7 separate regions of the Mus musculus genome follow, and regions 1, 2, 3, 4, 6 and 7 are each linked to region 5. A link is a contact called in public HiCAR-type and promoter capture Hi-C data. All regions are on one chromosome and are shown on one strand. Each heading gives the region's core, a stretch centred on a gene start, on an enhancer-like site or on the middle of the called end of the contact. The rest is flanking DNA. Distances are from core to core; before and after follow the strand shown. Region 1 holds the start of Gbp7 (guanylate binding protein 7). Region 2 holds the start of Gbp3 (guanylate binding protein 3). Region 3 holds the start of Gbp2 (guanylate binding protein 2). Region 4 holds the start of Gbp5 (guanylate binding protein 5). Region 5 holds the start of Odf2l (outer dense fiber of sperm tails 2-like). Region 6 holds the start of 9530052C20Rik (RIKEN cDNA 9530052C20 gene). Region 7 holds the start of Kyat3 (kynurenine aminotransferase 3).

The links. Promoter capture Hi-C pulls out the DNA fragments that hold promoters and counts their contacts. HiCAR-type assays count read pairs that join an accessible place to other places.
Region 1: a promoter capture Hi-C map of pre-B cells shows a contact between it and region 5, with 3 times the contacts expected there. The contact joins the promoter of Gbp7 here to the promoter of Odf2l in region 5. A contact is called at or near these places in 3 of 39 promoter capture datasets (the C10 cell line, liver and pre-B cells).
Region 2: a promoter capture Hi-C map of pre-B cells shows a contact between it and region 5, with 2.9 times the contacts expected there. The contact joins the promoter of Gbp3 here to the promoter of Odf2l in region 5. A contact is called at or near these places in 1 of 39 promoter capture datasets (pre-B cells) and 1 of 9 other capture datasets (liver).
Region 3: a promoter capture Hi-C map of pre-B cells shows a contact between it and region 5, with 8 times the contacts expected there. The contact joins the promoter of Gbp2 here to the promoter of Odf2l in region 5. A contact is called at or near these places in 3 of 39 promoter capture datasets (the C10 cell line, liver and pre-B cells) and 2 of 9 other capture datasets (adipose tissue and liver).
Region 4: a contact with region 5 is called in a promoter capture Hi-C map of pre-B cells, with 7 times the contacts expected there. The contact joins the promoter of Gbp5 here to the promoter of Odf2l in region 5. A contact is called at or near these places in 2 of 39 promoter capture datasets (liver and pre-B cells) and 1 of 9 other capture datasets (liver).
Region 6: a HiCAR-type map of astrocytes shows a contact between it and region 5, with 5 times the contacts expected there. The contact joins the promoter of 9530052C20Rik here to the promoter of Odf2l in region 5. A contact is called at or near these places in 3 of 39 promoter capture datasets (hippocampal neurons, liver and pre-B cells), 2 of 484 Hi-C or Micro-C datasets (CD4 T cells and muscle stem cells), 1 of 115 datasets of contacts at active chromatin or transcription factors (astrocytes) and 1 of 9 other capture datasets (liver).
Region 7: a promoter capture Hi-C map of pre-B cells shows a contact between it and region 5, with 11 times the contacts expected there. The contact joins the promoter of Kyat3 here to the promoter of Odf2l in region 5. A contact is called at or near these places in 5 of 39 promoter capture datasets (embryonic stem cells, hippocampal neurons, liver and 1 more) and 2 of 9 other capture datasets (adipose tissue and liver).

What each region holds. Positions count from the first base shown.
Region 1 is chr3:142,528,822-142,532,454 of GRCm38.p6, forward strand. It overlaps Gbp7 (guanylate binding protein 7), which reads left to right and starts at 1,515. Exons shown (of 11, transcript NM_001083312.2): 1 at 1,515-1,618.
Region 2 is chr3:142,558,292-142,561,960 of GRCm38.p6, forward strand. Gbp3 (guanylate binding protein 3) reads left to right here and starts at 2,065. Exons shown (of 11, transcript NM_001289493.2): 1 at 2,065-2,399; 2 at 3,449-3,644. The coding sequence starts at 3,473.
Region 3 is chr3:142,618,778-142,622,024 of GRCm38.p6, forward strand. It overlaps Gbp2 (guanylate binding protein 2), which reads left to right and starts at 1,886. Exons shown (of 11, transcript NM_010260.1): 1 at 1,886-2,031. It overlaps Gbp2b (guanylate binding protein 2b), which reads left to right. Exons shown (of 11, transcript NM_010259.2): 11 at 1-399.
Region 4 is chr3:142,495,045-142,498,414 of GRCm38.p6, forward strand. Gbp5 (guanylate binding protein 5) reads left to right here and starts at 1,890. Exons shown (of 11, transcript NM_153564.2): 1 at 1,890-1,951.
Region 5 is chr3:145,117,147-145,120,739 of GRCm38.p6, forward strand. It overlaps Odf2l (outer dense fiber of sperm tails 2-like), which reads left to right and starts at 1,443. Exons shown (of 17, transcript NM_001162538.1): 1 at 1,443-1,636. Gm40163 (a long non-coding RNA gene) reads right to left here and starts at 1,267. Exons shown (of 2, transcript XR_867692.2): 1 at 1,197-1,267.
Region 6 is chr3:142,880,546-142,883,800 of GRCm38.p6, forward strand. 9530052C20Rik (RIKEN cDNA 9530052C20 gene) reads left to right here and starts at 1,950. Exons shown (of 2, transcript NR_152127.1): 1 at 1,950-2,441. Pkn2 (protein kinase N2) reads right to left here and starts at 1,459. Exons shown (of 22, transcript NM_178654.4): 1 at 1,066-1,459. The coding sequence starts at 1,113.
Region 7 is chr3:142,698,988-142,702,669 of GRCm38.p6, forward strand. It overlaps Kyat3 (kynurenine aminotransferase 3), which reads left to right and starts at 2,061. Exons shown (of 14, transcript NM_001293560.1): 1 at 2,061-2,188.

The DNA.
Region 1 (3,633 bases), core at 265-2,764, 2.6 Mb before region 5:
ACGCAACTCTTATAAAGGACAACATTTAAATGGGGCTGGCTTGCAGGTTCAGATGTTCAGTCCACTATCATGAAGGTGGGAGTATGGTAGCATCTAGGCAGGCATGGTACAGGCAGAGCTGAGAATTCTACATCTTCATCTGAAGGCTGCTAGCAGAATACTGACTTCCAGGGAGATAGGATGAGGGTCTTAAAGCCCACACCCAAAGTGACACACCCACTCCAAAAAGGCCACACCTACTTGAACAGGGCCACACCTTCTAATAGTGCCACTTTCTAGGCTGAGCATATACAAATCCTCACAGCAGGTCCATCTGAAATAGATCCATTATGTCTTTTAAAAAGCAACATAAAAGAGAGGGTTGTGAAAGCTTTAACACTTAAGTGTCTGCCCCGTGCCCTGACTCCAGACATGCCTAGTTCATCCAGCGTTACTGCAATGAAGTGCATTCGTGTCCTAGCCTTGAGTCTGACAACTGCTATTCCACAGAGTTCACACTTAACTTTGTTCTATGGGAGAAATTTACCTCAGTCAAACTAACAGATGGGAATCAAATTGATGTTCCCACCTGAAGGATAACCTGAGGACACACTACATGATGGTTCTCAGGCCTGACCAAGCCCCACCTCCTCCCTAGCTCAGAAAGATGATTCCGAGGGGCCTGTAAGAAAGCATCAGACATGGATACTTCACTAGTCTGGTCTGTATGTAGATGTTCCTTAACACAACACGAGGTTACATTCCAATCACAGAATCACCCTGACATGAATATTTGTGAATTTAAAATGCACCAAGACATTTAACCAAACAAAGATGACAGCTTAGTCTGTTGTATGTTACCAGACATCTGGACAGTCACTTAAGACAAAGCTTTTTTTCTTTCTTTCCCAAAACACCTGTTGTAATTCATTTCGGTTTTGCCAAAAAAAAAAAAAAAAACAAAAAAAAAAAAAACCTCCATATAGTAGAAGGCATAGCAAGCTAACCCGTAGGGGACATGAAAAAGGGAGAAGCCAGACTTTCATATGTGCTGCTGCACAGCAAGATAAATGATGGTGACTGTGGCATACATCTCAAAAAAGAAGTGTTAACAGTTTGAAGAGATAGCTATGTTAACCCAGTCTGCATCATATATCACATGAGGTATCCAATGCACAGAAACAACCCATTACCTTTTTAATATGTACAGTATTACTATCATGCACGAGTTGCGCGTTTTTTAAGGTAAAAACGTCTCGTTGGTGTCAACCTCTTGGAATAAGCCAGTGGCAGGAGCTGGCACATTTCTGTTGCAGCATTCTGTATTTCCCAATAGAAGTCAGTATTTAGAGAATCAGCGACTTGTTTTCATCCGCCGCCCATCTGGCAGGGAAGACTATGGACTTGTTCCCCACAGATTCCGTTTTCTTTCCAGGAAAAGCAGAAGCTTCTCAGAAAGTCAGCACAAGCCTGTGTGTGCAGTTTCAGTTTCAGTTCTCCATCCCCACAACTAAGTGCAGGCAATATCCGGTTTCACTCTGGAGTTTAAGAATAGAGAGCTTTCAGGAGGAATCGGGGCGGGCGCAGCAGCAAGCCTAAAGGTGCTGAATCCAGGTAGCAGAGAATCCGGTGCAGGCTGGTGAGTTCCCTGAGACTCCATACCCAATGTACACATCTCCTAAGGAGCTTCAGGGAGGTCCCGAGGTCCCAGGCCATAAACTCCACATTTGGTGCAAGATGACACCGGAGGGTGGACGACCGCGATCAGAGACGGCTTGGTGGCCTCAGGGTGGGTGGACAGCGTTGCTCAGTGTGGGAAGTGCGACCACTCTCGAGCAGCCACCACAGCCAGGCATGGTGGGGGATGGGGTGGGGTGGTGAGCGGTTCCTACGGGAATATCAGCCCAGGGCTACCCACTCCCGCAGGCTACCCATTCCCCTGCATTGTTTCCAAGTAAGAGGGCATAACCCCAGAATCCTCATCTACCATAGTCCTCAGGTACTCCCGCCGCTGTGAGCTCAGCTCGGCTTGAAGAAACAGAAAACATAGCCTTCCCTTGTTGAGTCAGACAGAATTTCCAATTGCGCCCGCCCCGTGCACCGCTGTGCTACCAGTGCACTCTCGCGCTCTGCAATGGGGTACTCAGTCAAAAGTTAGAAACAGCAGGAAAGCCTGAACCCCTTCATGTATTGTGAACTGTTTCAAAGTCGTCCATCTAAGGTTTCAGACCAGTTTTGGAGCTTGTGAAAAATCTCCGGAGGAGGCAGTTTTTTACTGTCTTCCCTGTGGCTCGAGCCACCTTTGGAGACCATGGATAATTTACATGACCAATCGCAGCTATGTAGTTCTACTTATTTACTGTGAATTTTAAGCTTCTTAGTTGGGACAGTAACCCAGACCTGCACGAGAGCAGAGAGAAGAGAAATAACATGCCTATCAATATTTTCCTAATATAGATAGAACTGGTCATTAAGGTACTGTTGTCTTTCACAGAATTAAGGTGAGCTTACGTTTCCCATTCGACACCTACTCTAAATTGATGCTAAGTAAAGAAACACCTACAGTTTTTAAGATGCCACCAGAGGACAAACAGCACCCAGAGTGCCCCTTATACATTATATCATGACATGCCACTAATCAATTGAGAGTTGGTATTTCCCAATTAGGATATTTATCAGTGTAGAAAAGGTGAATTGCGGAAGTTGGTTCTATCAGGGAAGTTTTGGTAATAGGATCTGGTGTTTATTCCCTGATCCACTGGGCAGTTTATAGTCTTCCTGAGCATTCATTTAGCATGTGTGCATGACCTCCAAGACAAGTGAAAAGGAGGCACAATAGCCTTCAATACTTATGGTTGTTTTAAGAGAGAATGCACCATCAGAGATTTGCCCACAGAAGTATTTATTCACGAGGATGTATTTTCAGGGAAATTAGCCACTGGAAAAGAATCATATCCATGTGTCATCTTCAACAGCATGGGCATGAAGCAGGTGGGAGATGATAATTTGCCAGTGTAAGGTCACGTGCTTGTCACTTATCTATGTACAGAAAGTAAGCTGAAGGTCCTGGGGCTGATCTCAGTTGGTAGAGCGCTTGTCTAGCACTTGTGAAGCTCTGGCTTCAGTCCTCAGCATCATATAAACTGGGCACTGCAATACTCATTCCTGATCCTGGCACTCAGGCTGTGGAAGCAGCGGAACCAGTAGGTTTTGTTTTTTATTTATTTATTTATTTTTAATTTAATTTCTTTCAATTTATTCACTTTACATCCCATTCACTGCCTCACTCCCGGTCATGCCTTCCCACAATCCTTCCTCCATCCCCTTCTCCTCTGAGCAGGTGGGCCCCCCCCCTGGGTATCACCTCAACCCTGCATGTCACATCTCTGTGAGGCTAGGCACTTCCTCTCCCTCTGAGGCCAGACAAGGCAGCTCAGCTAGAGTAACATATCCCACGTACAGGCAACAGCTTTTGGGATAGTCTTCATTCTGGTTGTTTCAGACCCACATGAAGACCAAGCCACACATCTGCTACATATGTGTGGGGAGGCCTAGGTCCAGCTTGTGTATGTTCTTTTGTTGGTGTTTCAGACTCTGCAAGCCCCAAGGGTTCAGGTTAGTTGACTCTGTTGGTCGTCCTTTGGGGCCTACAAT
Region 2 (3,669 bases), core at 815-3,314, 2.6 Mb before region 5:
TTTGGTCTTCTTTCTTCTTGAGTTTCATGTGTTTTACAAATTGTATCTTGGGTATTCCAAGTTTCTGGGCTAATATCTGCTTTTCAGTGAGTGCATATCATGTGTGTTCTTTTGTGATTGGGTTACCTCACTCAGGATGATATCCTCCAGATCCATCCATTTGCCTAAGAATTTCATAAATTAGTTGTTTTTAATTTCTGAGTAGTACTCCATTGTGTAAATGTACCACATTTTCTGTATCCATTCCTCTGTTGAGGGACATTAGGGTTCTTTCCAGCTTCTGGCTATTATAAATAAGGCTGCTATGAACATAGTGGAACATGTGTCCTTATTACAAGTTGGAGAATATTCTGGGTATATGCCCAGGAGAGGTATTGCTGGATGTTCTGGTAGTACTATGTCCAATTTTCTGAGGAACCGCCAGACTGATTTCCAGAGTGGTTGTACAACCTTGCAATCCCACCAGCAATGGAGGAGTGTTCCCCTTTCTCCACATCCTTGCCAGCATCTGCAGTCACCTGAATTTTTGATCTTAGCCTTTCTGACTGGTGGCCAGCTTCTACTTCTCTACTCTTTCCTTCTCTATGCCTTTCTCTGCCTCTGCTACTCTCTTAACTCCCCTCCCCATGTCCTTGTGTAATCAGTTGAATGGAGCAATTTGTATATGACCCTTCTGTTTCTCACTGTGGGATGTAAGGATGGAATAGCTGGACTAGTGAGAATATGAATGCCATGGGTAACTCTGTACCTTTCACTCACTTGTCGGTCCAGTAGGGAGATATAGTTTTTTCTTATGATCAAGGAAGGAATAAAGCACAAATTGATACTCATATGTATTATATAAGGACTTCAACCTAACCAGCCTTAAAGGATAGTTAATGATAACTTGTAGCAGTTAATAATAAAAGCATATCTGTTGTAGCTCACCTGGAACTCTATTAACTGAAAAGTCAGTCTGTCTATGTCTTGTTTTTAATGTTGAAAGTTTGCTTTTTGCATGAATTATTTGAAAGTAGTCTATACATGAAGTACATGAAGTAGTCTGAGCACAGCCAACTTAGCATACATGAACCCCGTCCCACATATTGTATATATATTTTGAGACAAAATTTTCATGTAGCCCAGGCTAGCCTCAAGCTTAATATATAGCTCAGAATGGTTCCCCTGCCTCCACTTCCATGGCCAGTTCACATAGACAATATTTTAAATAATTCATGAAAGCAGGAAACTTTTATAGAACAGATTTTTTTTACTTGTGATTTTATGTCAGAACTCAAAAAAAAATCAGTATTGGGAGGATTTGGAAGTTTGGATTTGTAGATTAGGAATGAACACTTGTGTTGGACAAATGGCAAACAAAGAAAGAGAGTAGTTTGAGACATCCCCAGAAAGACAGGCAAAGCATACTGGGAACTTCCTGTCAGTCAGAGTAGAGAAGGAACAGCCCAGAGTTGTTAGCTCTACTGACAGACCTGACTGAATCATGCATTGTTCTTGCCAAGCAAGCTGCACTGTAAACAGTGGCCATCTCTATAGTTCACCATCTTTATAACACTTTGGTTAAAGACTCTAACAGGGAGCTGACAGCAGATATGCACTTTAAGGAAACTGGGGACTTGTTTTCCTTTAACAAAAAGGCTAGGATACCCAGGGCTTGAGCAATCATCTTTGACTCCCTAAACAAAGCTGGTTCATGTCAGGACACAGTTTCAGTTTCTATTTCCCAGATCCCTGGAAAACACAAGAAAGGGAGGAGAAAGGGCTTTTCTGCTGGGGGGAAGTCCAGTCGTCGCCTTTGGCTCGAATTCACAGCCTGAGTTCAGGTTGTATAATGACTGCTATTTTCTCCTGCTGCATCTGAGGGAGCATTTCCTCTGAAATGTGTGGAGGGAAAGGAGGAGGCCACACTGCTGATTTAGACTGCAGTCTAAATCCAAGAGGGCAGGGGACCCAGAAAACGCAATGACAATCATTGATTAGTAGTGTTCCCTGGTGAGTACTACAGACAGACTTGTGTGCCAAGTGTGATTCTGTTTTCTCCTTTTTTTTTTTTTTTTTTTTGCATCGGTGATGGAACACACTGTAGGAAAGAAAAAAAGTCTCAATCTGCAAGATGTGGCGGGGTGATAACTGCAGAAAGTTCGGGGGGATCTGGGAAATTCCTCAGCTCAGCTGAGGTCACAAATTCTGTTATTTTGTTCAAGCCCTCAACGACTGACTGAGTCATCAAGCAAGGAGCATGGTTTCGATTTCAGTTCCTTTTATCTCAATTTGTGTTTGGGCGGCTGTTACTTTGCCACTTCTAACAGTGGCTGCTCCAAGGAGCCTGGAGCAGTAGGAAGCTCAGGGAAAGAACTAAGTTGGCTGAGGACTGTCCCTGTTACAGAGCCAGTGCCTGGGTGAGTAACCACATGTGTTTCTCTCAACAGACGCTGCCGGCGAAATTGCCAGGACATCTCCATTCTGGGGTGGCAGACTCACCCTGGTGGGCAAGCCAGTGCAAGCTGCAGACCTCACAGGGTCTTGTGGCCATTTGCAGAGCGCCACCTGGCGGGCCAAGCGTGCATGTACTGCTTTTCTTGGGTCTTCATTCAATAACCCCTCTGGCTTGGGAGACAATGACCAAGGCCCATCCTTGGTGGTGAGAGCCTGGTACCCAGGAGCCAAACTCAGTAGTACTGCAGCCTCTTGTAGGGTAGCTTCCCCCAGTTTGCTTCCTTGTGTCCGCAATGTTTTCTTGATAGCAGACATCTGTCCTCAAAGGTGTCACTAAGAGGCTTCATTTTATCTTATTTTGCTGGAGTCAGTCCCTGTTTTATTTATCTGAATTCAACCTCCAATGTCCCTACCTCGCTCTATACTTACTTTATTCTAAGGCGTGTGTGGGCGCACGGGCACGTGTGTGTGTGTGTGTGTGTGTGTGTGTGTGTGTGTGTGTGTTCATTTTCTGCTTCGTTTTCTCTCCCATTTGAACAGAGGCTCACCAAGGTAGGAAATTGCACTCATTTAGTTTATTCTTTGATAACAGCCACCTAAGGCAGTGCCCAACACACACCCGGCAAACTTCTCATACTGAAACAGACTTCAAATTCTCTCAGAATGCCAGGAAACCTTTCTACCCACTTTGCAACTTTGCCACGTGCGTTTTTGCCTCACCCGCTGCAAAACCCGAGTGCTCTCAGTCTCAGACATCAGTGTTGTTGGCTTTCTCATGTTATTTTTTAAGAAGCCGGAGAATACTTTTCATAGTTCAAAGAAGAATCGTGATATATTCTATGAGAAATACTGTAACAGGTTTGGGAAGGCTGAGTTCATTTCCCACTTTAGAAACATACAGAACTTGAGATACGTGTTGCGCAAACAAAAACCGACATGTGTCTGCCTTGGGTGATGACAACAGACGATTTTAAGATCCCATATTTCAGTGAGCGACTGTTCTGGGTTACAGGGTTCTGCAGCTTCCGAGTGGACCATGGAGGCACCCATTTGTCTGGTGGAAAATTGGAAAAATCAGCTGACAGTAAATCTGGAAGCCATAAGGATTCTTGAGCAGATAGCACAGCCTCTGGTGGTGGTGGCCATTGTTGGTTTATATCGTACAGGGAAGTCCTACCTCATGAATCGTCTTGCAGGACGGAACCATGGTGAGTGTCCTTGGGGTGTATAGGG
Region 3 (3,247 bases), core at 636-3,135, 2.5 Mb before region 5:
ATGAGCAGAGTATTTCATTGGAGAGGAGAAGAAAATTCCCCTCCAGGCAGAATGCATAGGCGAGTGGGCGTTGCACCTCCCCCATTGAGAGAACTTCTTGTTTTCTTTCATGCTCCAGCCTACTGTGTTTCCTTTCTAATCTCTCTTTTTATTTTTCAAAAACACTTTCTCCTTCTAAGAGTTTTAGAATGACTTCTACACAGAATGGAGAACTCAAAATAAATTTCGTTCTATTCCTCTGAGGCTCATAATCACAGTGCCAACTCTTGTGAAACCAACCTTCATTTTTATCTTTCTTTTGCTGCTATGACATGATTTGCATATCTCTGAAGATAAATGCCTTTTACAATGTGGCAGAAGCACTGTTTAAGTGAAAACTGTTAATAAAAATGATTAAGCTTACCATAATTGTTTCAAGTGCATGCTGTACATTGTTCATAATGTAAGAAACGCCGCTCCTAAATTTCTGTAAGAGGGGAGGTCATTAGAAGACTCTTAGCTGTCACACAGGCACCCAATGATGAGGGGTTCAGCTCTGCAACTGAACATTCAGAATAACAGTAGTACCACACAGAGGAAATGTCACAGTCACGGGGCTTAGTACTCTTGTGGAATACAGAAACACAAAGATACTTTCTGTATAATTATTTTCTGGTAGTGGCATTAAACCCAGGGCTTTAAAAAATACTTCTAGTGGTACATTAACTTATAGCATAACAGTGGATGGTATAGTGTTTCTGTAGTATACTTTTCAGTGCATGCTTGTATCATGTGTGCTTGAAGAAGAATTCAACACTTGTATTCAAAGTCTGACCTATTGTCTGATTTGTGTTAAGTCCCTGGAAGATTTTAAGTACTAGTCCGTGGGTAAATCAGCATGAGGATTAATTAGACATCTTCAGAACTTCAAAGCACAGTTTGGGACACTTCTCACAGCCACAGTGCCAGTGGCTTGTCAACTCCATGGTCATTCCCAGCCTTAGCTCAGAGACTCACAGATGTCAGTCTCAGTTTTGACAGTGGCTTCCCTCAGCCTCTGAGAGATGTTATTTGCACTCAATGGTTTAGGGTCAGGACTCTGACTCACTTGTTTCTAAGGAAACATACTACAAATGACTGGAAACTCCACCCCTTTAAGCTTAGAAACAAAAACAAAAAACAAAAAACAAAAAAAAAAGGAAAGAAAAGAAAGAAATCCCTTTTGCTTACTCTTAAATTCTACATGTCTACATGATTGAAAATATTTAAGTGGTGCTAAAATTGTTGTGGGATTGTACATAATGTTAATAGCGATTATTCTAGTCCAAAAGACAAATGAACAAACTAACAAACAAGCTAGCTGATTTCCCAGCATTTGACATGTTTAAAGGAACTCAGATTCACTTTCACTTTCAGTAATTTTTCTTCCTCCCTCCTTCCCTCTCTTTGTCTCCCCCATCTTTCTCCTTCCTTTCTCTCTCCTTGTCCCTCCAAATTCTCACCTTTTTCGTTCTATTTTTATTCTTTCACAGTACAGAGAAATGATTTTTAAACGATTCATGTCCACTTCTGAATTGCACAATTGCTTGCTAACTTTGTGTAACACAGTGGGGCTGGCAACTTCACAAAACAAACACTAATGGACAAAAAAGGACTGAAACATAAGAGAATGATTTCAAAACCACACCCTTTTCACCCTACATTTTGAAACACCCACAAGAAATGGCACCATTTATCAATCTCTACCTGAGAAGTCCTGAGACCCTCCTCCCATGAGCAAACCCCTCATTCCTGCAGTGCTGGTTGAGTCATCCCTCCAACCCCACCCCAGTTAGGAACTCTTTTAGTTTCACTTTCACTGTCTTAAGCATAAATAAAGAGCGAACTCCTCACAAGTTCTCTGGCAAAAATCTGGAACTTCCCGGGTTACTACAGGGTCTATGTCACAGTGCCTGTGAGAGAGGACAGAGCACTCTGCAGCCAGCCTCAGAGGCAAAGCTGACCAGCATTGAAAAGCTGCTTCTTCTTCTTCTCTAAAGGATTTCTCTTCAGGTAAGACAGAGGCAGGGGTGGAAAACTGTTTAGCAGACTGCTGGTTTACCCTAACCAGAGGAGGCTGAAACCAGCACAGATGTGTGTGGCCCAGGGCTAGGTGACAGAGGCAGACTTTACCCTAGATGTCCCTGTCCCTACTAGGGCAAATTAATTAAACTCTGGGAAAGAAGACTTCACACTGAGAGCATAAGTGTGTTGAGGTTCATATTGCTTTCTCGGTACCATTTTATATCATTCTTACTATTTAATGATACTCAGACAAAGTTCCTGAACTTGTTGCCAGTGTCTACCTAAATAAGTTAGGCTGCTTGGAATTCATAAAAAGAGACAGTTTCCCCCATTGAAAAATCTATTGAGCTACAATATCTTTGTGTATACTATTTTGAATACACACACATTATTTATTCCTTGAGAACATCATATATGTCATGTGTTTTTGATTGTGTATATTCCCTACTCTTTCCTCCATCTCCTCCCACCCACCCCTCACTCAGTTTCATGTCCTCATTTAATCAAGTCACTGCAGCTCATTCAAACGTGGGCATAAGGCCACCTAGTGGAATTCAGGTAACTTAACAGGGGCCATTTACTGAAGAAAACCAACCCTGGAGTCTGTAGCAGCCATTAACTGCCATTATCATCTCAGTTATGCTCTGGGCTTCCCGGGACTCTCACCAACCTATGGTAGAATTTTGATTTATGCATTTTTTCTTTTTTCTTTTGTTTTGTTTTCAAAATAGTGTGTCTGTGTAGCCCTGGCTGTCCTGAAACTCACTGTGTAAACCAGGCTGTCTTCAAACTCAGAGATCCATGTGCCTTTGCTTCCCAAGTGCTGGATTGAAGGCATGTGCCACTAACCACCCGCCTTTATGCAGGTTTTCTATAGGCAGCCACAGCTGCTGTGACTTCATGAGTTCAAAAACTATATCATGTTCCAGAAGATACTGGTTCACCTTAAAGCAATGCATATAGTCCATGTGATATTTGTGGCATAAATACCACTGTGAACTGAAAGAAACCAAACCTTTGGGAGGAATTCTCTAGGGTAACATAGGAAAACTATGAGCTGTGTCTGGAAGACTGTGCTGGTAGAGAGTACCACAGCACTGGGAATGTCATGGAAGTCTACCAGCCAAGCACGGGATCCAGCTGAGGGAGCCTCAGTGAACACGGGGAACAAGCCAGGCAACAAACTAAGGAATGGTCACAAAGT
Region 4 (3,370 bases), core at 640-3,139, 2.6 Mb before region 5:
AAAATGACACCAAAGTCTTACTAGAGAGTGTTTTCTTGCTCTGCAAAGCACAGGAAGGCAAAGAAGGGTGGTAGAATAGGGCAAAGGGGGGAGTGTAGCAAGGCAAAGGGGGGAAAGCCAAGGACCAAGAGCCCATGGGGTCCCTCAGAGGGGACAGTGAAGATCTTAAGAAGAAGCTGCCTTCCAGAGTGTCAGTGGAACCCTGCGCTCACTCGCAATGTAAGTTTTGGAGTCTTCTGTATGGAAGTACTGGTTCCATGCAGTGCTCTACCAACTGTGTCTCAAGTTGAGTCACTGTCCCCCAGCCCATGACCACACTCATGGGGACAGAGACAGGCCTAGTGCTCTAGAAATCAGCCTGCACTCAGGTCTGACAGCTTCTGAGTCTGCCTCTGCATTCAACTCAAGACACAGGAAAATGAGACCAGTCATCCACGTGCCTTTCCTTCTGAGGCCAGGTACTCCGAGGCTGCATGCTCAAGTCAGTCAGAGATTAGCCTGTCTGGAGAAGTGATCGAGTCCATGGAAAGGAAGTCTGGTAAAGGAATCCCACAGAAAAAACAATATTTTTTGAAAAACTGATATAATAAAAACAAAACCAACCAACCAACCAACCAACGAACCAAAGAAGACACTGGAGTGGAAGGCCATCCAATGCGCATGGATCAATACAGTTGTTATTGTGATAACGGTTAGGTTATTTTACCCAAAGTCACCAGTATAGGCGGTACCCACCATAAAGTCAAATGCTATTTCTGTCAAGCTTACAGGCAAGTGCAGTCTAAAGCGAGTATGCTTCCTTTTAGGAGAGTTAGACTCCAGAGAGCGTCAGAACAAAGTCCGCAAATATCCATGTACAACATTCAGCTTCTATATAACTGATCTTTATTGGCTACATATGACCAGACATTTCCTGAGTTTCCTTGTCCCAGTAGTGACAGCGTCATCTCCAGGACTTGTTAACATATTATTTTGGCTTGAATTCTAGACAAGTGAGATAGAAGATCTTTCTTGAAGCTCCGTTAAGGGAAGGCTATTTCTTCTTGGTAAAGCATAGCTATTTTATTGACCTATTTTAAAAAATTAGTTTAACCCACTCAGTGGCTTGAGTTTTGCTCAGAAGAATCGGACTTGGGTCACATCATCAGCAGATGTTCCAAACGGCACCAAACAGTATAAGATTAAAGCAGCTGCTTACAGCCTTTCTGTGACTGAGTCAGCTTGCTGGTGCAGTCTCTAACCCAGCAAGCGTGATTAGCTTTCTTTTCCTTTGCAATCTCTCCTTTCTGGTTTCCTGTACGGTTTGTCTGCTCTGCTAATTTTTTCCTCTCTCCAACTCCAAAAAAGTTATCCTCAGTTTTCCTAATTCTGTTCTTTATTTCTTTTATATATGGGATTCAAGAGTCCACAACATGACACCCTGAGTTCCTTGTTTAACCTACTACCAATGAAAACAACTTTTATCCTAAGTGGATGCAGAGACAATTGTAAGAAATGAGTCTTCAAATAGTACGTGAGGTTTCCCTTCAAAACAATTGTGATTCAAAACCATAAAAATTATCACCCTCGTTCAAAGGAATAAAATAAACAGCGCTTGAAACAATGACAAACGATGTCAACGTTCTCTTTCAGATTGTGGGCAACTTCTGGGAAATTAGTTCAGTGACATTCAAGCCTTCTGCTTTTGAAAATCCCCTTCAACTATACAGTCTGAACTTGTGTAGTTTCAATTTCAGTTTAGAGAACCCTTTTGCAGATTCCTGTTCTTGCGTTTCATAATCAAGTTCTCTCCCAGCTCTCTGGGAGAGGAAAGGAAATTCCCAGGGCTGGCCGTTATTTCTCAGAACCAAGCACAGATAAATAAGGGTGCAACGAGTTTGTCCTCTTGCAGAGTCCCGTTTGAAGCAGTGTTCTTACTGGCCCCTGCTCCCGCTCTTCAGTTTTTCTTAAGGTAAGACCTGGAGCAGGGGTGGGAAGAGACTGTTAGGAATTATTTTTTAGACTACTTTATCCAGGATGGGATGCATCCTAGCCTGGATGCTGGCTCAGCCCCATTAGAGATTAAACAGCAGTGTTCTCAGAGAAGCAGAATTCCTTGTCCAGCAGTCCGAGTGTTTATTCAGTGCCGTTATTGTTTCCTGTTAATGAGAGGGCAGAGTGTGAAGAGATTAAACTGAAAGGTAGAAATGACTTCCAACTGTTTATCTCCGCTTGTTCTAACTTCTTGGCATCCCTAGTTGCTGTTTAGAACAGAATCACCTCCAGAATAGCAGGCAACCATACTGTTTGCATGAACAATATAGCAGAGCATGAGCTGCGCAGTAAAAGGTCTGAGACTGGGGCTCTAACCAGCGCTCCCATTGTCGGGAAGTGAATTCCCAGACAGCAAGGCTCTATATGTGGGCCGATGCTTGTCCTCATTGGAGCTTGGGACAAATTCACAGCCAGAGCTGCGAGAGAGAGAGAGAGAGAGAGAGAGAGAGAGAGAGAGAGAGAGAGAGAGAGAGAGAGAGAGAACTCCAAGGCACACAGGAAGAGGTTTGCTGACAGCAGTGAGCATTTTCGCTGCACTGCCATCTCTTAAAGGTTCCGTGTTTGCTTTTCCTGGGCAGTCACTCACTTTTAAACCCCATTTGTGTTGGATTCTGTCTCTGCTACAATATTGTCTCTACCTTTATATGTTGACGAATCAAAAAATGACCTATTTGGCCGGTATGGTCTGGCTATGCGGATCGCTCCTGGGAACTCTTTTGACTTCTTGCTGTGTCCCGTGCCTCATGCATATCATACTTAAAGAACAGATAAGAATATAAACGCAAAAACTGAGCAAACACCAGAAGTTCATCTCCAGCACCTTTCAGTACTTTCAGATTTCTTGGTGACCTTCTTCCCTACAGTCCTCCCCTTGTGTGAACATTTCTCTTCTTCTCTTCTCTTCTCTTCTCTTCTCTTCTCTTCTCTTCTCTTCTCTTCTCTTCTCTTCTCTTCTCTTCTCTTCTTTTTTTTTATAATTATTTTATTTATGTGTGTGCCTGAGTGTATTTTAGTCCCCCAGGACTGGTGTTATAGGTAGTTGTGAGCCACCTGGTATGGGTTAAGGGAACAAAATCCAGGTCTACAAGAGCCTCAAGTGCTCTTAGTCACTGAGCCAATATCTCTAGCCCAACCCTCTACTGATATAAATGCATATTGATTTGGTTACGTCTGGCTTGTAGGAAGCAGAATTGTAGGGAAGACTTGAATGACATCATAATGCTACTCAGTTGCAAGGATGAGACTGGAAATCAATATTAAGTGGAACTTACAAATAAAAACCCGATTTTATCTAGTTTTATGTATATATATGTATATTTATGTATATATGTATATA
Region 5 (3,593 bases), core at 193-2,692:
CAGCCAGATTGGTTGATTCTTGAGTTGGGTCTTCTGAGATTCTAGAAATGTGATAAATATGTTTCTGTTCTTTAAACAACTCAGCCTACGCTACTTTCTTATACAAGGCTGAATTAAGACGTCTATTACCAGTCTATCCATGGCTGCTCATGTACCCAGCATGTCCATATTGAATGTCCCAGGCAACAGAGAGAAGAGCTTCAAGCTACTTATGCAGAAGGTGCATATTGAAGTGGCTTGTTGTTTTTGACTGTGGAATATCATTCCATTGTATTGAATATGTAATCAATTTTCCTGCTGGTAAACATTCAATCTACTTGCCATTTTTAGCTATTATAAACAAACTTGCTATTTATGACTTTCTTATAGAATATTTCATAAACATGTATTTTCATTTTCCTCACCTAGGCGAACAGCTCCCTATGGAAACTCCCTAAGAAGCACAGCATCTGGCTCTGAAGAGCTTGTACTAGCCATACTGAAGGGCCGACAGTTCAGCTCCTAGCTGACATTTCCCATAGCTACCATTTTACTCTATCTACTAGAAGTATGCGCTGCTTCGATATGCTGTTCATTTTTATATCTCTTCCTGTGGTGGAACCTGAGGGAGTGGAGCGGAGGAACGAGGCAGACTAACGCCGCATGCAATAGCCAACTTTATTCAGAGCATCAGACAGTGTATACCCTGAGTGCTAAGAAAGGTCACTTGAGTATATAAGAAGGACAAGGTGCACGCGGCAAAAACATGTTTGTTTGTTTGTTTCCCATAGAGGCAAATAAATGGATAATAGCCAGTTGTACAAAAACTCGGACGTAAACTCACTCCTATCTACTACACCTGGGAGGTGCATGAAAACATTCCAAGAACAATGACAAAACTCCCAAAATCTCATAAGGAAAACAAAACAAAACAAAATAAACAAACAAAAAACCACTACTAGGTCCTACCAAGATCTCATTTGGCCGGTTCAGCAGTTTAGAAAGCACAGCAGCTTTATCTAAGGACTTAGGAGGACTTGAACGACATTTTGGAGAACCTGCTGACTATGTTTTTAAAGAAGAAAAACTCCTGTGGGGGATAATGCCATACACTGGAAAGGTTTTTCTGTCTTGGGTTTTTTCAAATCCTAGCTACAAAAAAGGGCAAAAGCAGGGAAGTCATTTTTCGATCCAGTGTCAAGAGACTCGGAACGGACCTTCCTTCCCTGCTAGGATGAGAGCGGTTGAGATTTTCGGTCAGCGACGCACAAAAGCTACGCCTTTTCTCAAAGCTAAAGCTTTTGAAAAATCTCACTAGAGAAACCAGAGCAGAGACAACCCCCCGCCGGCCACGCCCCCTCACTCCCTCCAATCACAGCAGGAACGGCGCTCGCGCTCTAGAGCTCCCGACCAATTAGCTGCGTCGGAGCGGGCCGATGAGGGCGGGGCGTCCGTTTCCACAGAAACCGCAGGCCGGTTACTAGCAACGTTGAGCTCCAAGGTGGACGCGCTCAGGCCGCCGCTGCCTGTTCTGGTGACTCGTCAGCTTCTCTCCCCGCGCTCCCTGCCCTTCCCTCTGGCCTCCTACTCTCTCTGCACTCTCCGCCTGCTGCAGTGACCCAGGGCCGGGCAGGCCTCAGAGAGGCCTCCGGCCATTGTAGGTAGTGGCGGCGGCGGGGGATGACGTCAGGGCGACGGGCGGACGGGCGGGCGGGCGCGAGTCTGGGGTGGGCTCTGAGGGCGGGCCGCGCGTGACCCTAGGCACCCGGAAGTGAAACCCGTGGTGCCCACCCCTCCTGAACAGTATGTGTTTGGTGCTCAGGTCCTCACTGTCACCCAGAGGAAAGCGGACATTGTGCCCCTGCTTCCCGCGGTGTGGTCTCGGGGCGCCGGGGAGAAGTTAGCGGGGGATAGGGTCCCTGCAGAGCGAGGGTCCGGGTTTGGGGGTGTTTCCGACATAGTGTTTTCCTAATCTTGAGCTCACCCGATGCCAGTCCAGTTCTTGACGTACCCCGAGTCATGTCCCCTGTCTCTGGCACTGAATATGTCAGTTGAGTAACCTTAACCTAACGGTGGCTGCTATTGGTGACCCTAAAGACCAAGTTTCTCTGTCACGCCATGGCTTACAAGGGTGTCAAATGTTTGAGGGTACGAGTGCCTCTGGTTTAGGTAAAGGATCAAACTGTAGAAATCGTGCCTGTTTGTAAGCTTTACTTCATACCTTTGATTAATGGTGAGACCGGCCATATTTGTAATTTTTAATAGCAAAGTATTATTATTGCTGTTTTCTGCTAATTCTACAACTGGTGTATATTAATAGTTTTAGTCTTTGCTTTTCGAGCGTCTCAAGATCTGAGCAGATAGCCTCATTTATTCGTCACTTTTGTTAACTCCATACAGACAAATGGGAGTCAGGATGAGTATAGAAACGATCCGTTGCAGGCCACTGATGCCCCCAACCCCCACCCTCTGGTTTAGTAGTTCTCCATTTATGACTGCTTCAGCAATGACTTTCTACAAAGAACAGATAGGTCTTCAAGGTTGTTCTGTAAAATCAGTTCTGATCAACTCAGGCTTGTAAGTAAATTTAAGGTAGGTTGGTTAATTCAGGATAATTACTTTAAAAAGGAGAAAGTGGAAAAAACGTGAAGATTGCTGAGCTGCCCCGCAGAGTGGGCCAGATGGCATCTAAGTTTAAAGGTGGGATAAAGTAAGATGAGTCCAGGGATTCTACTTCTTGCTCAGTGTGTCACCGTGACTCTAAACCACCCCTGTTGCTGTCCTTGATGGTCATCCGTGGTCCTAACATCTGCAGTATCCTGGGATCTTTAACCAGTGGCCTCTTCTGTCCTTTCATTGTACCAGTCCTCAGTTTCTTTCCGTGACACTTGCAATCCTTGTGTATCCACTGCATTTCTCCAATAACATCTCCTGGGCTTTCCTTAGAAACCCTTGCCTAATCATTCCAAGCCTCGGTTTGTATTCATTGCCTCTTCAGTCCTGAGGCCTGCACTACGATGGGGGGCTGCTCTGTCATCGGTGGCTTTCTGACCTCTATGCTGGTCTCCAGTCCTGTCATACGGTGTCAACCCTCAGCTGCTCTCCGTGGTCCCTTTACTCCTTGAAAACCAGAGCCATGTGGAAAACTCCTAACACATTACTAAGTTTAGCTACCACTTAAGGTACAGCCTTGGCCTCCCTGAACCACCGCTTCCCAGAAGAGTTCACCTCAGCAGTGCTGGTCACTTATTAATTATAACTACTTTTGCAGCTCAGGCCAACCAGCATCCATTGTAAAGCAAAGATTTTGTTTCAGTGCTGCTGGTTTCCTGTTGACTCTTCAGCCCCAGCTGACCAGAAGCCACAGATTCTTATTCAATTAACCTCTCTGAATCATAAATGTCACCCTGTTCCCTCACTCACACCCAATCATTTTGATAGCTTTTATTTAGAAATCTGTTTTCCTGCTTTGGTCATTTTTGCTTATCTATTTCTAAGTTTCACTTTTTTTTTTCCATAGTGGAGTCTAAAATGCTATGCAATTATCTCTTTGGTAAGTTTTGACTAGTTTCCAGAATACAGAGAAAAAGCATCTTTCTTACATCTACTTTCTG
Region 6 (3,255 bases), core at 700-3,199, 2.2 Mb before region 5:
TAAACATTGAAGCAACTAGTAATTAAAAAAAAAAAATCAACCCTCTAATGCATTCAAAAGAAATGCAAGTGTCTCCGTTCTCACCTCTAATCTTTGAGTAGCCAAAATATCAATACATTAAAACAAAACAAACCCAGTTTAGAGACAAAATTTTAATCCAGATGTAAACATCTCTTGAATACTCCAAAGTAATGAAAAAGTAACCAACAGGATAAACTTAAAGTCTCCTACTCCATAGAGATCTCAAAACAAAAATCGTGGCTTACTTTATTTAGCTGGGAATAGGAAAGAATAATATTGCTTCGACACCGACTACACTAATTACGCCATCTATTTTGTTATCTTCTGCGGACATGTGCTGCCTAACGTTTTCACTTAATGAACAGTTCTCTGGTTTGTAAACAACTTCTGTAGCGCTCTCTCTCTCTCTCTCTCTCTCTCTCTCTCTCTCTTGTGTCCAAACCGGAGGGAAAATGAAAGTCTGGGGCGGTGGGGGGGGGGGGGAAGCATCAATATTTGAACTTCCGGATGTGAGCAGGGAGAGCCATCCGAGGGACCACCTCTCTCTCTCTCACGGAGTTCAAAAGGAAAAGTTGGGAGAGAGACGCGGCCCGCAGATCACGCTACGGGCTCGCGGTCACCTGAAGGCGGCTGGCAGCGCAAGGCCATCACTTCGGAGCGAGCCCTCGGGGGCTCAAGTTCGGGGGGCGCTCTTTGTGCGGTCGGAGGGGAAAGGGAGGGAACCGCCCACAGCCTGGGAGTCATTCAAAGGAGTTAGGGAGCGGGGCTGGGGGGAGGGCGGGGCGGTGACACCCGGAGGGGACCCGAGCGAGTAAGCGGCCCCGCCCGCGGGGACGGGGTCCCGCCGCCCGGTGGCCTCCGAGAGCGCGCGCGGGAGACCGGGTCCCGGGGCGGAGAGGCGGCTCCGGCCTGACACCCCGCGAGTTTCCACACCTAGCGGGCCAGGGGCGCGCCGCGCCGCGCAGCGTCCCCGACCCCGACCCCGCGGCCGCCTTCCCCTCCCGGGTTCCCCGGGCGGCGCTCCCGCAGGGCCGCGGCCCTTACCTGCAGCTCGGTGAGGAGGATCTCCCCCCGGTCGGGGTTGGACGCCATGGCGCTCCGCTCGGGCCTCCGCACCTGAAGGCGCCCAGCGGCGCGGCCGAGGGAGAAGGCGGGACGGGAGAGCCGGGCGGGGGGCGAGGACCGGAGAGAAAGCGGCAGCTAGGGAGTCATGGAGGCGCGGCCCGGCTTGCAGGCGCGGCTCATGGAGAGCGGCGGGGAGCGAGGGCCCTCGCGGCGCGGCTCCCCTCGCCGCCCGCCGCCGCCCGCCGGACTCTGTTCCCTCAGCCGCTCCCTCAGGGCGACGCCGGGAGCCGACTCGGAGCTCTCGGTGCGGGGCGCAGCGGCCGCGGCGGCAGCTCCTCCTGTCGCACCATTTGGCTGTCACCGCGTCGCAAAAGCGGCCGCGCTTGGCGGCTGCCGGCGCACGTGACTGCCGCGGGGCCCCGCCCCCTGCTGGGCGGGCTCTGGGAAGCCAAGGAGGGTTGGCGGGGACCCCAGGGCCAGGCGCGCGGGGCGGGGCGGACTCTGGGCGGGCCCGGATGACAGGGAGGCGAAAGGCCCCGGGCTCGCGTCGCCGGGAGGCGGGAAGTCGAGCGAGCAGACCACACCCACCGCGGCTGCGCTTAACGGCTCTGCGCGAACGCTAGGTCTGGCCTCCGGCCGGCCGCAGATTGAGCCTCGCTTCGGCCCTCCCTGCTGGGGAGCCGCGCCCTCCCGCCCGCCCACCCCGAGCTGTCGCTTCCTCCCTCCCCCACCTGCCGAAGCGTGTCCACCTCTCGCCTTTGGCTCGCGCGACGTCGCCACCAGTAAGGTGCACCGCGAGCCAAACCCGGGCGGAAGAGGCCCTTGGGAGAAGTGGGCGTGGTCAGGGCGCCAGCCTCTGCTCCGAGCAGTCCCCACGGGCTGCCTTTTCCTCGAGCGCTACCCTGAACTCTGTGGTTGGGACTAGAAAACTACTGAGCTCAAAGCTGACTTAGCTCATTTGTTGATTTTTTTTTTTTCAACGTAAGTTTAATGGAAAGAGATGAGGCAGAATCAGCGTCGGGAAGGAGCCAAAGCCGACTTTACTTGGGGAGGTATAAATGAGAACTAACTACTTAGTTGCAGAGTCTACTTAGTAGTGAGCCTTAACTAGCTACTTAGCAGCCTATCGGAATTAGCTACTTAGTAGCACAGTCTACTTAGTAACATAGTGTAACTTGTGGGAAAATGGACTTCTACAAGTAACACTTATGTATCACAAGTATCAACAGATACTTTTTTTGTCTAATCAATGAGTGGACACTCTCGGTAAACGCTTCCCTTGGGGTTCTGAAGATTAAGTGCATCTAATATAGCTGGTTCAAAGCAATGTGGACAAAGTGGTGATGGCTATTTAGGTGAGTATGGCAGGTTTCAGGTGGGTAGCTACAAGTCTGAGAAGCACTTTACCTTTCATGGGACATTGATGCAGGCTCCTGCAGATTTTTCTCCAAGAGTCTCAGAAATCATTGAAGTCAGAAATCATTGAAAATCTAGAGTTCTGTGACTCCGGCTCACAATATACTGGCAAAACTTTTCCGTTCTGTACTTCAAAAGTTTTACTATTTATATGTTTAATGAATTGCCTGGGCTGAAAATGATAAAAGCAACAAGTGCCTTAATTATTAAGTTACATAATCAACTTTAGAATGCGTTTAATGGATGAACACTGTTACTTCGCCAAGTGTCGTCTTAGGAATACTGTTTCACTCTAGAAACTGCTTATAGCTTAAGTGAAATATTTGTAAACACGCATCCAGTTTCATCATACTGCAGAGTGTGAAATACTTTGCTAGAGCTGGAATTGGCTTGTAATTAACCGTTGCTTCAAGAATGGCAGAGCTGTAAATCTGAGACACATTACTTTGTCTTCATACTTACTATAGTGTGAGTAACATTTTTAACTCCTGCTATTAAAATGGAGGCTTATTAATCAAGGAAGCAACAAGGAACTAACAACATTGGGAGAAGCCAAGTTATATGATTACCTTCCCTAGTAACTAACAGAGAGAGTTAGGCCCTGGAGTTATGAGTAGTCTTAAGAAAGAGTCTATAACAAGTAAGTGGGGAGTCCTCTTGAGGAAGCAGTGTTGTGTCCAAAAACACTATTACAATTTTAAATGGTAGGTACAAAGTGGTAGTATGATTTTTACTGTAAAGTATACACAACAA
Region 7 (3,682 bases), core at 811-3,310, 2.4 Mb before region 5:
GTGTTTTCGTGATTTCTGATGTTAGCTGGGAGATGTGCAGTGAACCCACATCTAGAAGACTACTGTTGAACTTTTCCCAAGGGCAGTTTTGATGATTATCATCTACATATACACCTCATATCTTCAATCACTTTCCCTACTATAATAATATGTAAATTTAAGACAACAGTTCGAAGATGATTTGACTAGTTTAAATTGCAAGTGCTAGCAGCTGAACTGCATTCAACCCAGAGAATATATGTGGATGGAGACAGAAAGAGACAGAGAAACCTTTGCAATCTTTTTGAGGGTAAATGCACACTTTCTGCTAAGGCTTCTGAAACATTTAAATTAATGCCAACATCACTATTATTGCCTAGCTGGGAAGCACTAATTTACAACTCACAAGCTGAGCAAGCATCTGCATGTCTGTATCTCTTGGCATTCTAGAGGCTGAAGCAGAAGGGTGTCTGAATTTGGGGGACAATGGGCTAAGTAGCTAAAACAGTCAAGGGTGCACAGTGAGATCCTATCTTGAAAACAAAAGGACAAACAAAGAACAGTAAACTCAACTTGTAGATTCCATGTTTTGCTCCAAGATGGCTGCAGCCAGCAAATTGACATTCTAATGAGCAAGGAAACCACAAGTCAAAGAAACGGTAAAGGCAGCAGTCCACCATGTGGGCAGTGTAATTATATCAGAAACTAGGAACACAGTGGTCATGAAACATACCCTGTGTTTTGAAATAAGAAACTAGCAGCTTACTGTAATGGTTGTATGTGAAAAGGAGAAGAGAGAGAAAGGAAAGGGACACCGAGCAGCCACTTAGCCTCAAAAACCTTGAGAACGAACTGCGATGTTCCCCAATTCAACCTCAGCAATATCAACAGAACACCGACTGCAGATAAAGCCATTCCAGATCGTCATGAGTTTTAGGTCCAAAGGGGAAAACTCCAAGAATCCCGAATATGGACAGACCCGCTGACTGGGTTCAAAATGAAGGCTTGCCTCACCTCAAGCTCCACTGTAGAATTTCAGGGAGAGACAAAAGTTCACCCTCATCCTTAAGGACCTCTGAAACCTTCTGTCTGCCAGGAAAATCCACTTGCCTATTAAGATACAAAGTGCCTACCAAAGCCACAGAGCTCTCAAGCCCTCCTCCCCTTCTATTCTAAACTTCCAGGCTGTTCCAATTCACAGGACAAACACACACACACACACACACACACACACACACACACACACACACACCTGAAGCTGCAGCCACCGGTTTTTCTTTATAACTCGCAAGGTTTTTCCTGCTATTCCCTCTGCTCTGGAGAGACAGCCCTTGCCAGTCTGCCTCTCTGCTCTCTTCCCATAACTGCTTTGGACTTTCCCCAAATCCTCTAGTTATTCTCTCTCTCCTATATCTTAGGTAAACATCTTCTTCCCACCATGGGTCGGTCAGTTCAGCAGCCTGCCTGTGCCCTTGCTTACAATGAGCACCTTTAATGTTCGTAACAAAATACAGAAGCGCTTGGCTCACTGTGGCAAGGTCAGTGCATCCAACCAAATCCGCTTTTGTTCCTTCCTACAGGCGTGAGTACAGCGTTCAGCCGCTCTCGTGAACTACAACACCTCGACTCCTTTAAACGCAAGAGGAAGAAAATCTAACCCCCAAGCTGTGCTCTTAACAGCTTGTCCTCCCGCTTCAGTGTCACTTCCTCCGCCTTTTAGGTCCTGCATCACTTTACAGTTCCGAAGGAAAGATTCCCTCTCCCTCCTCTCTCCCCATCAGAGGGAACACATAGACAACTACACAGGCCGGCCTCTCAAGCATTTTCAAGTCTTTCTCCTAGAACCTGCTTCGAATCCACGCAGCGGAGATTTAAAAACAGTTCTGCTCCAAACAGTCGCACACTTCCACTTTTTCCTGGATACTCAGCCAAGGCCACGCCCTGTCCCCTAGCCTGGGAGCTTCTTGTGCACTCTCACAGGGCGCGCCACGATTGGAGAAATCCGTAACCAATCTGTAGCCTTAGCCCTGATACCGGAGCCAATCCCTGGTCAGAGCCACGAACCGCCTCCACCCCGCCTCCTCTACAATCAGGAGGGTTCCTGCTGCACTCTGCTTCTGGATCCCCGAGTGCATTCCGCCAGGAACCCCGGCGACACCTAGCGACCTCCGGACTAAGGCCAGGGACGCATTGGAACCAGGAGAACGATGTAAGCGGGCGGGACGTAGTGAGCGGTGACTCGGCCCGGGGCATACAGAGTTTGCGGAGCCGGGAGCCAAAGGGAGGTCGGCGGGCAGGAGAAGCGCCCGTACTAGGCACATGGTCGGACCACAGCGGAGACTGTGGGATTTATCTTGGGGTTGACAGGCTTTTCTTTGGAGAAAAGTCCACCCTTGTCCCTTTTACTCTTGATTGTGTAGTCTGGGTGTTTAGAACGCACCTTTGCAAGGGCAATACTGACTTCAGTTCATCCGTGAAAGATGTTTGTGTTTGTTTCTTGAGACAGTCTCTTCTTCTGGAAGTAGTTTTGTGGCAAAGGAACTTTTTAATCCTCCTATCTCCACTCCCACACACCCGACCCACACACCCAGTGCTAAGATTAGAGGTGTGCGCCACCGCTGCTGGTTTTATTCGGTGCCTAGGTTGGAACCCAGAGCTTCATCCCTACTAACTGAGCTACCTCCCTAGCCCAGATAAGGCGAAAGTTCAGGGTTGGAAAAGCAGTTAAACCAGAAGCTTGAGATTATCTTTTCGGAGCTTTGCAAAAGACAAAAGCAGTCTTAATTGGTGGTGTCTGAAGGTCAAGCATTCTTGTAGATCTGAGCCGCTCGCCCCTAAGCACCTCCATTCAGTGTTCCACCTATGGGCTGCTGGGTAGGTAGGTGGCACACGGGAAGCTTGCTCAGGGCTGCAGCCAGCCAGCCTGTAAATCTGTTCAACTTTTGCCTGTGTGCGGTACCCTAATTTCGGCATCAGGTGACCATACCGCTTCCCTTGTGAGAGAATCTCACTTTCACGCGGCCTTAAAGCCCGTTTTGAATGGTGCCTCTTAACTCTTATGCTGATAATGCCTCTTAACACTTATGCTGATAAACTTGACTGTGTTTTTTATTCATGCTTCACCTCTTCATATGGCCTTGAATGCCTCTGTACTTTGAAAGCTAGAACCCTGTTCACCTCGCTCTGTTGCAATTAGCGAACTTTATAAACACTCTAGAACCCGGCTAACAGGTATGGCATGTGGTGAAAATAAAGGGAGCAGTGTTATTTATCAAGAGGCTGTCTCTGATAAATCTTTCTTGAGCTTTTAGGTAACCTGAAGGTTCCTGACGTTTTCAGATTGCTAACACAACTATTCTTTATGTCTGTATACCTCCTATGGGTCAGATTTGTAACTTGGTAGTTTGAGTGGTAAATTCAGAGCACTAAACTTTAACCATGTTTAAACTGAGTTGTGAATGCTTTGCCTACCTTTGAGATTTGCGTTTTTCCTTCAACTTTTAACCTCTAGGTTGCCCACGGTCTTCCAGTTCTGAATCAGTCCACCCTAGAGATGATAAAATGGTAGTTTTAGTTTTCTGTTGATCCGTGTGTATCTAACATGGGTTTCATATTTGATATACCCTATGCCATGATTAGATTGCCTGGGTCACCCTGACTCACATATCTCTGGTTTTCTTCACAGACCCTTGAGCTTAAGGAG